Regions from separate parts of the Gossypium hirsutum genome. Here region 1 is linked to region 2. The links are chromatin contacts, called in public Hi-C maps. All regions are on one chromosome and are shown on one strand. The core of a region is the stretch at or near the end of the contact, and the rest is flanking DNA. Distances in the headings are between cores, read along the strand shown.

Region 1 (5,842 bases), core at 2,376-4,875, 47 kb after region 2:
ATAAAGATCACCAAAGCTTCTTCAACAAGCCACTAATGCATATCTCCCAAACGCATTGCAACCTCAATCATTCATCGCATAACACATGGGCCATAATTCATTACAACTTACGTAATGTATGTAGTTTAAGTAATCACTAATGCACGTTTCCTTAAGTCATACTCCAATAAATTTTTCGTTATGGACCATACTCCACGCGTGTTAAACAAATTAAGTAAAATCCTTCTCAAATTCCAACATGACATGCTACGCCACTCCTTTGTATACATAAAAAACCCTTTTTAGTCTCAGCAAAGGTCATTGTATAACCTCCCTTCGATCAAGTGAGGCAATTGTTAGACTTACCTCGCTAGGTTAATGTCACCTCGCCAAGTCAATGGACCTCATCTACCAAGTATCCCTTTATTAAGCAACACATCTCTCAAAGAAAAGCTTTCCACTCAACAGAATTGTTGTCACATGTATTCGCATATCTTGTAGCCATATCTTATCAGGTCACATCGTAGATGTGGAGTGTGCCTCTTATTTATAAGCTGATGTCTCGACGAGGAAGAGCCGATGTCGTGACGAAACGACCACGATGTCTCGATGAGAAGATTGGCCACGTCTCCACGAGGAGCATGCGATGTTGCAACGTTGCGACATGTTCCCAATTTAACTGGGTTTTCTTCTCCTAGTTAAACTCATCTATTGTTTTCTAATTAAACTTTGATTAGTCTAGGTTATTTTAGTCTTATTTAATCCACGAATTTAGCCTATAAAAGGGGTTGTTGTAACCTAAAATAATAATCTTCATCATCTTTGAGATTGAGAGAGTTTTGAAAAATTTTAGGTTTTAGCCAAAGTGCTTTGTTATTTCGAAATTAGAGTTGTTTGTTGAGATTATCTCCTTATCCTACTCTTTCGATTTTTGCTCATTTAGTGGAATCTCCTAATCCCACCAACAAGATTAAAAGACTATATAAAATTGTTTTTGTTTTATATATTAATATAACATATGTTATGTGTATATATAGTATTTGTGCATGTTGAATTGAAGTATTTGTTGACTTGTAATGTCATATTCATAGCTTTTGGCACTTGATTTGGCCTATTCATATTATAAATTAAGCAAGCTATTTTACTTTTATAAACATAATTAAAAAAACATAAAGATTAACACCTACGTAAAATTTATTGATAAATATTTTTATGTAATACTTCAATATCCAATAATTACATTAAATTTTGATTATATTCAAAGTTAATTCAAATTAAAATCTTAAATAAAATTTCTTCATTTACAAAATTGGAATATAAAATGTTACTTAAATTACATGAAAATTCCAATTACTTAATTTAATCAATACATACAATCAAATTATTAATTAGTTTAAGTTAGACTTGCCACATGGAACTGACCTACATGCAGCTCAAGTTTATAGCCTTTTCAACAGTTTTTAAAAGTTTATGTATAGGTGTGCGCAAAGTTTGACAAATGAAAGTACAAAACACACTATATGTGACAAGTTTGACAAATGAAAGTACAGTGAGGAAGGACAAAGATATTATAAATTCCCCTATGATTTGATTTTTCTGCCTACTATTTTACGTGCTACATGTTGATGATATATATTATTTAGCCCCTTAATTTTATAAAAAAATATTTTAATTTTCTATCTTTTTAATATTTAAATTTATATTTTTTATCAAACTATCTTAAATAGATAAAAAAAATTAACGTTTTTTTAATTTTACTGACATGTGGATGACACATCAACGTTTAATTAATTTTTTTTTAAAATTTTAAAATATTATAAAAATTATTTTTAAAAATTTAGAATTATTAAAATTATTAAAAGGTATAAAAATTATAAGAAAATATATTTTTAATAATTTTATATTTTAAAAAATTAATTAAATGCTGACATGTCATTTATATGACAATTCACATGTATGTCACATCATCAAAGTTAATAGACGTTAACTTTTCTATCTAATTCAGGGTGATTTGACAAAAGAATATAAGTTTAATGATTAAAAGAGATGAAAAATTAAATTGAAGGCTAAAATATTTTTTTTTGTAAATTTGGAGAGCTAAAACATTCATTAAGCATATTATTTAATATAATTTGTTGGTACTTATTTAAAAATTATATTAGATAATTCTTTATTTTGATATTAATTTATGATAAAATTAGTAAAAATGTTATCATATTATATCAAAAACACCTGAATTATTATGGATATTATCAAAATTAATTATACCATACTTACCGAATTATATAAAAATTAAGGAAATCATATAAGGTTGCTAAGATCATATAATAATGAAATTATATAAGATTATTCTTAAAATATATTATTATTATTCGATTTAATAATTTTAAAATTATAAATAATTTAGGAATAATATAAAAATCTTATTGAAGGCCTTCAAAAATCTATCAAATGATGTTAATTACACAAAAATACTTACAAACCTGTTACGTACACATCATCATGCTTTGGAATAGAAATCTATATCTTTTCGCTCTATCCTTCCTTTATTTAACTCATTAAAAATTTCATTTTTGGTACATCAGTGATACAGTTTTAAACTTGATGAATCAAGTTAAAGATTTATTTTTTATTATTAGCATTTTTAGTGTGAAAATTTCATATTTAAAATATAAAAAGAAAAAAAATATTTTTATATTAATATAATTTTTTTCAAATATATAAAGGTATTTTTGTAAATTCCTTTAATGAGTTGGTGTCCAGCTGATTAATGACACCAATTCAGTCAAGAGTTTAAATAATTATATAAATATTTAAGTACAAATAACTTAGGTGAAACAATTTGTTTAATAAAATTGAAATGTATAACAATATTAAAAAAAAATTTAATTGAAGTGGTAAAAAAAGTTTTTATAGATAAGGTGGTAAGAATTCACATCTTTAACATTCATAACTTTTTTTATTAATTTTTTTAAAAGGTATATTTGGGCCTCCAACTTTACAAAAAAAAATCATTATAATCCTCCATTTAATTTTTCACTTTTTTAATCCTTAAACTTACGTTGTTTGTCAAATCACTCAAAATGGATGAAAAAGTTAACATTTATTAACTTTGCTGATGTGCCCACGTCGATTGTCATGTGGATGCCACGTCAACAATTAATTAATTTTTTAAAATTTAAAAAAATTAAAATATTGAAAAGTATAAACAATATAAAAAATATTTTTTATTCTTAAAAATTAATTAATTGCTTACGTGGTATACATGTTGCAATCTATATATATGTCACATCAATAAAATTAACAAACATGAATTTTTCTATCAATTTTGAGATTATTTGATAAATAATATTAATTTAAGGGTTAAAACATACGAAAATTTTAAATAAAAAGTTAAAATATATAGATTTTTTTTTGTAAAGTTGAAGGTTTTAAATAAAAGAAAAAGCTTGTATAATCTTACCAACCTAACCCGGGGAATCTAAAATTGTCATATCTCATAAAATTTTTAATAAATATATAAAATTAAAAGAAAAAACAATAAAATGTGTGATGAGAGTAGGGCCACAAAATTATTGTTCATGGTTTAGCGCTGCCCATAAGAGTTAAAGCATATGATAGCCCACATTTACAGTAAGCCCGGAAATGTTTTGCGACTACCAGGCCTGTTTTAAACTTTGAATAAGCTCATTTCAGATGCTCATTACTATACTACTCATGAACAGTAAAAAACTGTAATTTCGTTTTATATTTTTCACCGACTATGATTTGTAGCTGTAAACTACTTCATTCATAAATTTACTTGACTTTCAAGTTGATTGACATAAAGTTTAGGGTATGATGTTTGTGTTTATAAATTTTTCTAATGGGATTTTTGGTAGAATTAATTTATTTTTAAATTTATTTAAAATTTGTCATTTAATTTTGGAATAATTCTATTGAGTATATTTTGTTATCGTGTTGTGTTTTAATTATTTTGTTATGTTGTATGCATAATTTTATTATGCCAAAAAATGTTAAATTCTAATTGACAATATTCCATAACTCCTCAATTATCTCGTGTGCCATTGCCGTCAAAACTGTTTTCAAGGTAATACATATTATATAAATTTTAATAATTTGCTTTAATTTTGACACATATATTTATAGGTAAACTATAAAAATAATTTATTTCTTATTTTTATCTAAATTTATATTTTGGCCACTAATATTTTAATTATGACAATTTGGACACTAATATTATCAATTTATAACAAATTGGTCATTGTGCCATTATTCACCTTTAAAGGTGTGATGAAAATCACACGCGACATAAATTGTATCATTAGATGTTGATATGTCATTCATGTTAATGTCACATAATTAAATTGCACCACAGGTTTCAAAGTAACCCAAAATAATTTTTTTAAAAGGCACAATTAAAAATCGAAAACCTTAACCTTTGATTAATTTTTTAAGCACTTAAACAAGCGGCCATAAAAAAAATTATAATAAAATTCAAAACTAAATTTTATAAAACCAAACTTAAAATTAAAATTTTTAAACATATATCATGATCCACATAAATTTATATCAAAACATCCAAAAAAATTAAATATATATAGCAATAAACTAAAATTAATTGGACAAAAAAAATATAATTGTAACGATAAAACAAATCTGATTGAGTCTATTGACAAATTTAGAGCTATTCTCAGAGTATGATTCACAAATAATATACTCCATAGCAAAATTATATAATGTGGCACATATAATCCTGTATGAGCACTATAAAGAGAACAATGTCCCTATATAATATCTCAAAAATGTCAATGACCGACTTGCCTTTGGCATGGACAATATATATATATATATAGCCATAAGCTTTTATGATAAATTGATGCACTAACCTGAATCTAAGTCAACCCCCATGATCTTCGACTTAAATAACTAAAGCAAGAAGTCGCGGTGCATATCTCAAAAATCATTTGTTCATTTATAATAAGAACAAACACGAAAGAAATCAAACAAATGTTCATTCCAATTATATTGATTTAAATCCTTAAAAATTGAATCCATAAATAATCAAAATTTATATATTTTATCATGAATCTAAAAGATTTATCATATTTATAATGGAAATATTAAATCATAACATAAAACTCATAAAATCTAAGAACAAATCATGCATTCCAAAAGATAATATATATATTCTTAATAGCTCGATATGACGAGGCTTGGATGTTACTTGTTGGTATCGTGAAGTTTTGATCTAAAATTTAATAAATCAGGATCTATCATGTCACATCATCATAAATAAAAATTAGATGAAAAAACATACATGAATCCATTGATATTTTGAAATATTCAAGTCTTATGGTTTTAATCTTTCAAATTAACATATAAATATTTTAGAGAAGGCGACTCTCTATTTTCTCAAAATGAAATGTAAGAAAATTTACATATGTGCAATTTATGATCATATCTCTAATATATAACTTTTGTACTTTAACCTTAATTTCTAACCAATCCATAAACATTTCACTTTCCTAAATAAGCATAAACTCTAAACCTTTCAAATGATCTGTAACAACCCGTTTTCAGTGAAATTAGAATAGTGGTTTCGAGATCACAAATCCAAGACCGGAAGCCATTTAGTGGAGTTAGTAGATAAGGATGACTATTCATCATTGGTAAATTAAGAAAAGAAAAGGATTAAACTGGAAAGATGAAAAATAAAGATGATAAATGAATTAAAAATAAAAATATTATCATTTTATCATCTTTCCTAAATAAATAATAATAATGGAAACCCTAGTTTGAAGCTTGAAGATAGACAAGCTTATTTAGATTAATTAGGTATGTATTCATGTCCCATTTTAAT
Region 2 (5,708 bases), core at 626-3,125:
TTAAACTACTCAAAACTACCCAATTCATAGTATCGAAATTTTCGACATGTTTATGGCAATTTTAACAAAAATTCATTAAAACGTTGGAAATATTCAATGAAACTTTAAAGTAAGTTTAGGAACATTCTAATCATGTCAAAACTAATTCAAAAACACTTTGAAACTATATTTTTACCCAAAATCTTGAAATCCACCATTAACAACCCAATTTTCGGCTTTTATTTAAATCATGCGATTTAACGACTAAAAACTCAATTTAAAGGATCAAATAACATAAAAAACTAATCAAGAATCAAATCGTTACCTTAGTTGACAAAAACTAAATGTTTGATCAAAACCCTAAAAACCCAAAAATTCAACAATGGAGAAATCTATGATGTTCTTGGATGTTTTTCTTGAAATATTATAGAGATTTATGGCTTGTGGAATGATAAAAATCTAAAGAAATAAGTTTGGGAATCAAAATTGAATGAGAGGAGATTTAGAATGCAAAGAAGGGCAAACCAAAACATCTTTTTTCTTTTGTTCACGAATGCCTTCTTTGAAGCTTGTGAGCTCTCTTGATGTTACAAAACAATTATTTTTACACTTATTTACATATTCCTTTGAATACCAAAATCAACTTCTTTGGCGTAATCATTGTAGTACTTTATGCCTTTTGCTCAGAACCGAATTCCATCCCCTAGTCTCATTGTTCATCAACTGGAATTGCTTGTATATTCATAAACCTACCAGTAAAAAATAACACTATATTTTAAAAATGAGAAATATCATTATTCTATGTTAGATATTTAAATAGGTAAAAATGCATACAAAATTTGATACAATTGCTTTCATAGAAAAATATTGCAGGAGAATATTTTGGCGTTGAATTGTTGAGAGTGACATAGAGAACTGAGATTGTGGAGAAGGATGTTATGGTGCTTTTAATATGTTAATAATTTACGATTAAGTAAGAGATTTAATTGGATTGGAGGTGGCAACAATAAACAATCATACGAAACACAATAACAAATAATTTTCTTTTTTTATTGAAATTAAAATATGGGTAAACTACCAAAATAGTCACTTTTGTTTGCCTTAGGTTACATTTTAGTCACTTATGTTTGAAATATTACGTTTTAATCACTTACGTTATCGTGTTGTAACATTTTAATCACTGAGTCGTTAACTGCCAACAATGGTGTAACGGTAAGTTGATGTGGCATGTTAAATAATCATTTCAAACAAAAATTTTAAGTTAAATTCTACAATTGGTCCCTATATTTTTTCATTTTAAACAATTTTAAAATTTTCTTTTAAGTTCTTTTAACTTTTTTTTCCATTCTCTTCTGCTTCTCCCTCTATTTTCCTCCCTTCTTCATTTCTTTTAACATAGTTTTTCTATGTTTTCCATTTGTAACTAGTCCAAAAGCTCACCTCACTCGAAAAAATTAAATTGTTCAAAAAAATAAAACATAGCAAAACTACGTTGAAAGAAATGGAGAAAGGAGGAAAACAAAGGGAGAAGCATAAGAGAATGGAAAAGAAAGAAAGTTAAAAAAACATAAAAGAAAAAAATTAAATTGCTCCAAACGAAAAAATATGGGGACCGATTGTATAAATTAACCTAAAATTTTTGTTTGAAATGATGATTTAATGTGCCACAGTTAACAGAAATTAACGGCTCAGTGACTAAAATGTTACATCATGATAACATAAGTGACTAAAACGTAACATTTCAAACATAAGTGACTAAAATATAACCTGAACCAAATAAAAGTGACTATTTTAATAGTTTACCTTTAAAATATCCACCATAACACTTACTGTTTCTCTCGTCACCAATATTCTTCCAAAAAAAGTCCCAATCTGCTACTCATTGGGCCTCTATCACTATAATTCTAAAAACAGTGGAGACCCAACACCTTTATCTCTCTTCTAAAATAATGAGACCCAACCGAAGCATTTGCTATTGCATGTTACCTATTCCCAATTCAAACTAAAATACCCAAAATTGTGCTATTTCATACATCAACCTTCGCCTCCAATCCTCATGCCACATCATCACCCATATACGAAGATATATTATATCACTTTTTTTTACAATTAAATTATTTTTGATTCAATAATACTACAACTTATAGTTCAAGATATATTAAATTATGGGTTTTTTTTTAATTTTTTACTTAAATTATATAATTAATTTGTGACATTAATTCAATCAAGAATTTAATATTTTCTTATTCCGATATATATATTTTAAGTGCAAAATATACATTTATCAAAATAATTTTATAATAACCCTCACCAACCAATCTTAAGCCTTGTTTTTCATTGCTCACAAAGTTTCAAAAGCAATTTTTAACCTCAAAAATAACCAACTGCAAATTACTTTTGGGATCAAAAAAAATATTAACTGTTTTTCTTTCCAAACACAAAATTTGGGTTTCATGCTTTTGTGTTTTTAAGTATATTTATTAAAATATCCTTATTTATATAGATTATGTAAAGGGTATTTAATAATTTACATCAATTTAAATAAAATTTATCATTATATTTATTTCTTAAATATTTTATGTACCATTTATTTTATAAATAATTTATATTAATTATTTAAAATATATATAAAATTCACATTATATATATAATTATATTAAATTATTTAAATATAATTTAAATAAATTTATTATTTTATTTTCTAACATCATGTCTAAAATAGACATTTTAACTTTCTATTGCAAATTTTAACAGCAAAGCAAAATACTTGAACTTAACAAACCATACTTTTCAACATCACTTCTCATTTTTTTTAATTGGGGGAAAGGAATGAAGTTGCTTGGGATCTAATCCGAGCTTTCATGCCTACAACATAACGTTCTTACCATTAGATCAAGAGGTTATTTTAAAAGAACTTTTCAACCATAAAAGCAGCCATTGGGTGATAACACTCTAGAATAACGTATTTTTATGTATTAATTATATATTTATTCTAAGTATGATCCTGCTAATTTGAGCTATTTATGATCTTTTATCTCATAGGGACTAAATTTGAGGCAAAAGCACAATTAAGGGCCAAAAGCGTGAATTTAGAGATAAAATGGGCCAATATGCGACACAATGAAATGTTGGTGCCAAAAGTGCAAGCATGGAGGACATAAGGGTTGAAATGCAAAAATAAGAGATTTTATTCTATCAGACTCTATTTTAATTATATTAGGATAATTAATATTAAGATAATTATTAAGGATTATTTAATTTTAGGATTTAATTTTATTTATCTTTATTTATCTTCAATTAAATGTATTTATCTTTTAGGAATTTAAGTAGGATTAGACTATCTCCCCTGGCACTATAAATAGGGGGTGAAGTGACTCAAAAGAGATACATCTTTTTCTGTAAACACTCTCTCCCCAAAAGTCTAGGCTTTTGTTCTTCTCACATTTCCTTTCAATAAAATCTCCATTTTTAGTTTATTTATTTTCTTTTCTACCACAACCATGAGCCACTAAACTCATCTAGTCGAAGGTTGTCGATATTCCCCAAAAAAGGTTTTTGAGGCTTAGAGTCTGTATTTAGCCTCCTCGCCGAGTATTCATCATTTTTCCGCACTACGGGGCTGACGCTTTCGTCCATGTCCCTTAAGAAGTAAGCTTTTCAACTTATGCAAAGGCGCCCGCTTTGTATGTTTTGGGAAGGTTGCACAGTCGGTTCGTTAGCTTACTGCGTCAGAGGTTGGCGAGCCCAAGAGACAAAATGGCGTGGGATTTGCATTGAGAAGCGTTGATATAGCATAAGACGATCCTACAGAAGCGATTGTTGGCTAGAGTCAAGTTCCACTAAATCGTAAGTCTAAATCCTTGGAGCTGGTGGTCGTAGGCGTCATCTTCCACTATAACTGGCTTATTCGGTTTGGGAAGGATCATCTAAAAGCCGAGGATTAACCCAAGGTGGAACGAAACAACTGGAGGCTAGAACCTCCAATAAGAATTTCTTTTCTCTCAACTCTATTTTTAATTTCTTAAATTTTCGATTCAATAATCTTAATTCTGTTTTTATTTTATTTTTCATTTTTAGACCCAAACGAACACAGGTTTTCTTGGGCAAGATTCTGCCTGAGATTTCACGGAATAAGATATTGTGTAAATCCAGTCCCTAAGGATTTGACCCTACTTCTCTTTTACTATTCTTTTTTATTATTCATTAGGGATAGGATATTTTTGGTGCTTTCAACGATCGCATCAAATTTTGGCACCATTGTCGGGGACTGGAAACGTACTAATCTTGTTTTTTGTTTCTTATGACTAGATCTACTCCAGGTACTCTTGTGTTCGATTCAGAAATTGAGAAGAATGCTAGAGCTAATCGCAAGGAGACAAAGTTACAGAAAAAGCAGTCAGTAGTGGTTGGAACTCAAAGTAACCCACCGCTAGAAATCGAAGTCGACGACGAAGTTGAGTCTAGGGTTAACGAAAACCCTACTCGAACAGTTGAAAGTGAAAAAGTAGAATTTGACTCACCAGAAGAAGTGCTTAACGCTAGGGTTAACGAAAACCCGAATCTAACACACCGACCAATGGCTCAAACGATTTGGCTACTAACCGAAGCTCCGACAGAACAACTGCCATTATGCATCGCGTATCCTACTGTGGATACCGATTTTGAGTTGAAGTCAGGTTTAATCCAGTTACTACCAACTTTTCATGGGTTACAAAATGAAAATCCCCACAAGCATCTGAAAGAGTTTCATATGGTTTGTCTTATCATGAAGCCTCAGGGGGTAACTGAGGATCAGATTAAATTACGTGCTTTCCATTTCTCCCTAGTAGATTCCGCTGATGAATGGTTATTTTATTTACCCCCTAGATCTATTACAACTTGGGCTGATTTATCTCGTTTGTTTCTGAACAGATTTTTTCCAGTGTCTTGAGCAGCCGAGCTAAGAAAAGAGATCGTTGGAATATGGCAAAAAGAAGCTGAGTCCCTTTACGATTATTGGGAGCGGTTTAAGAAGTTGTGTGCAAGCTGGCCATAACATGGTATGACGGAGCAATCTCTCCTCCAATACTTTTACGAAGGTTTGAATCCCATGGAGATGAATATGGTAGACGCTGCTAGTGGAGAAGCATTGGTCAACATGATTCCCCAGCAAGCGAGAGACTTGATCTCCACGATGGCTGTAAATTCTCAGCAGTTCTGAGTCAATACTGAACCCTCTAGAAGGGTTCACCAGCTAAGTAATTCAACCTTAGAGGATAAAGTTGATAGACTTACTAATATGATGAACTCTCTTATTACAAAAAAAACGAAGACAGCCCGATTATGCGAAATATGTGCTACACCTGATCATGCAACTAATGCATGTCCCAGTATGTATGATGATACCATGGCCCATCTGGATACTATGGGAAATTTTCCTAGGCCACCACAAAGGTGATACGACCCCTACGCTAATACCTACAACCCAGGATAGAAGGACCATCCTAACTTAAGTTATGGGGCCAATCCATGAAATAACCAGCCATACCAAAATCGATTTTCGCAACAGCCACAAGGTTCAGGTAATTTTCTAGAAACCATGGTCAATAAGTTAGCAGTTAATGCTCTTGATTTTCAACAGCAAACTCTTAATTTCCAAAAAGAGACAAAGGATTTCCAACAGAAAATTGAGGTGTCCATCAGAGAGTTGACCACATCGATTAAGAAATTGATCTCTCAAGGGAAGCTGC

Evidence for each region. Hi-C and Micro-C count contacts between places; a contact is called where the count stands out from the background.
Region 1: a contact with region 2 is called in a Hi-C map of leaf, with 2.1 times the contacts expected there. The contact joins two enhancer-like sites. A contact is called at or near these places in 3 of 34 Hi-C or Micro-C datasets (callus and leaf).

What each region holds. Positions count from the first base shown.
Region 1 is chrD11:27,708,051-27,713,892 of Gossypium_hirsutum_v2.1, forward strand. No RefSeq gene overlaps it. Among protein-coding and RNA genes, the nearest start is that of LOC107913272, 35 kb to the left of the region's middle. Within about 2 kb of position 3,626, at least 2 of the 9 cell types and tissues checked have an H3K27ac peak or open chromatin away from gene starts, as enhancers often do. A contact at or near this core is called in leaf, where this site is marked.
Region 2 is chrD11:27,662,941-27,668,648 of Gossypium_hirsutum_v2.1, forward strand. No RefSeq gene overlaps it. Among protein-coding and RNA genes, the nearest start is that of LOC107913272, 11 kb to the right of the region's middle. Within about 2 kb of position 1,876, at least 2 of the 9 cell types and tissues checked have an H3K27ac peak or open chromatin away from gene starts, as enhancers often do. A contact at or near this core is called in leaf, where this site is marked.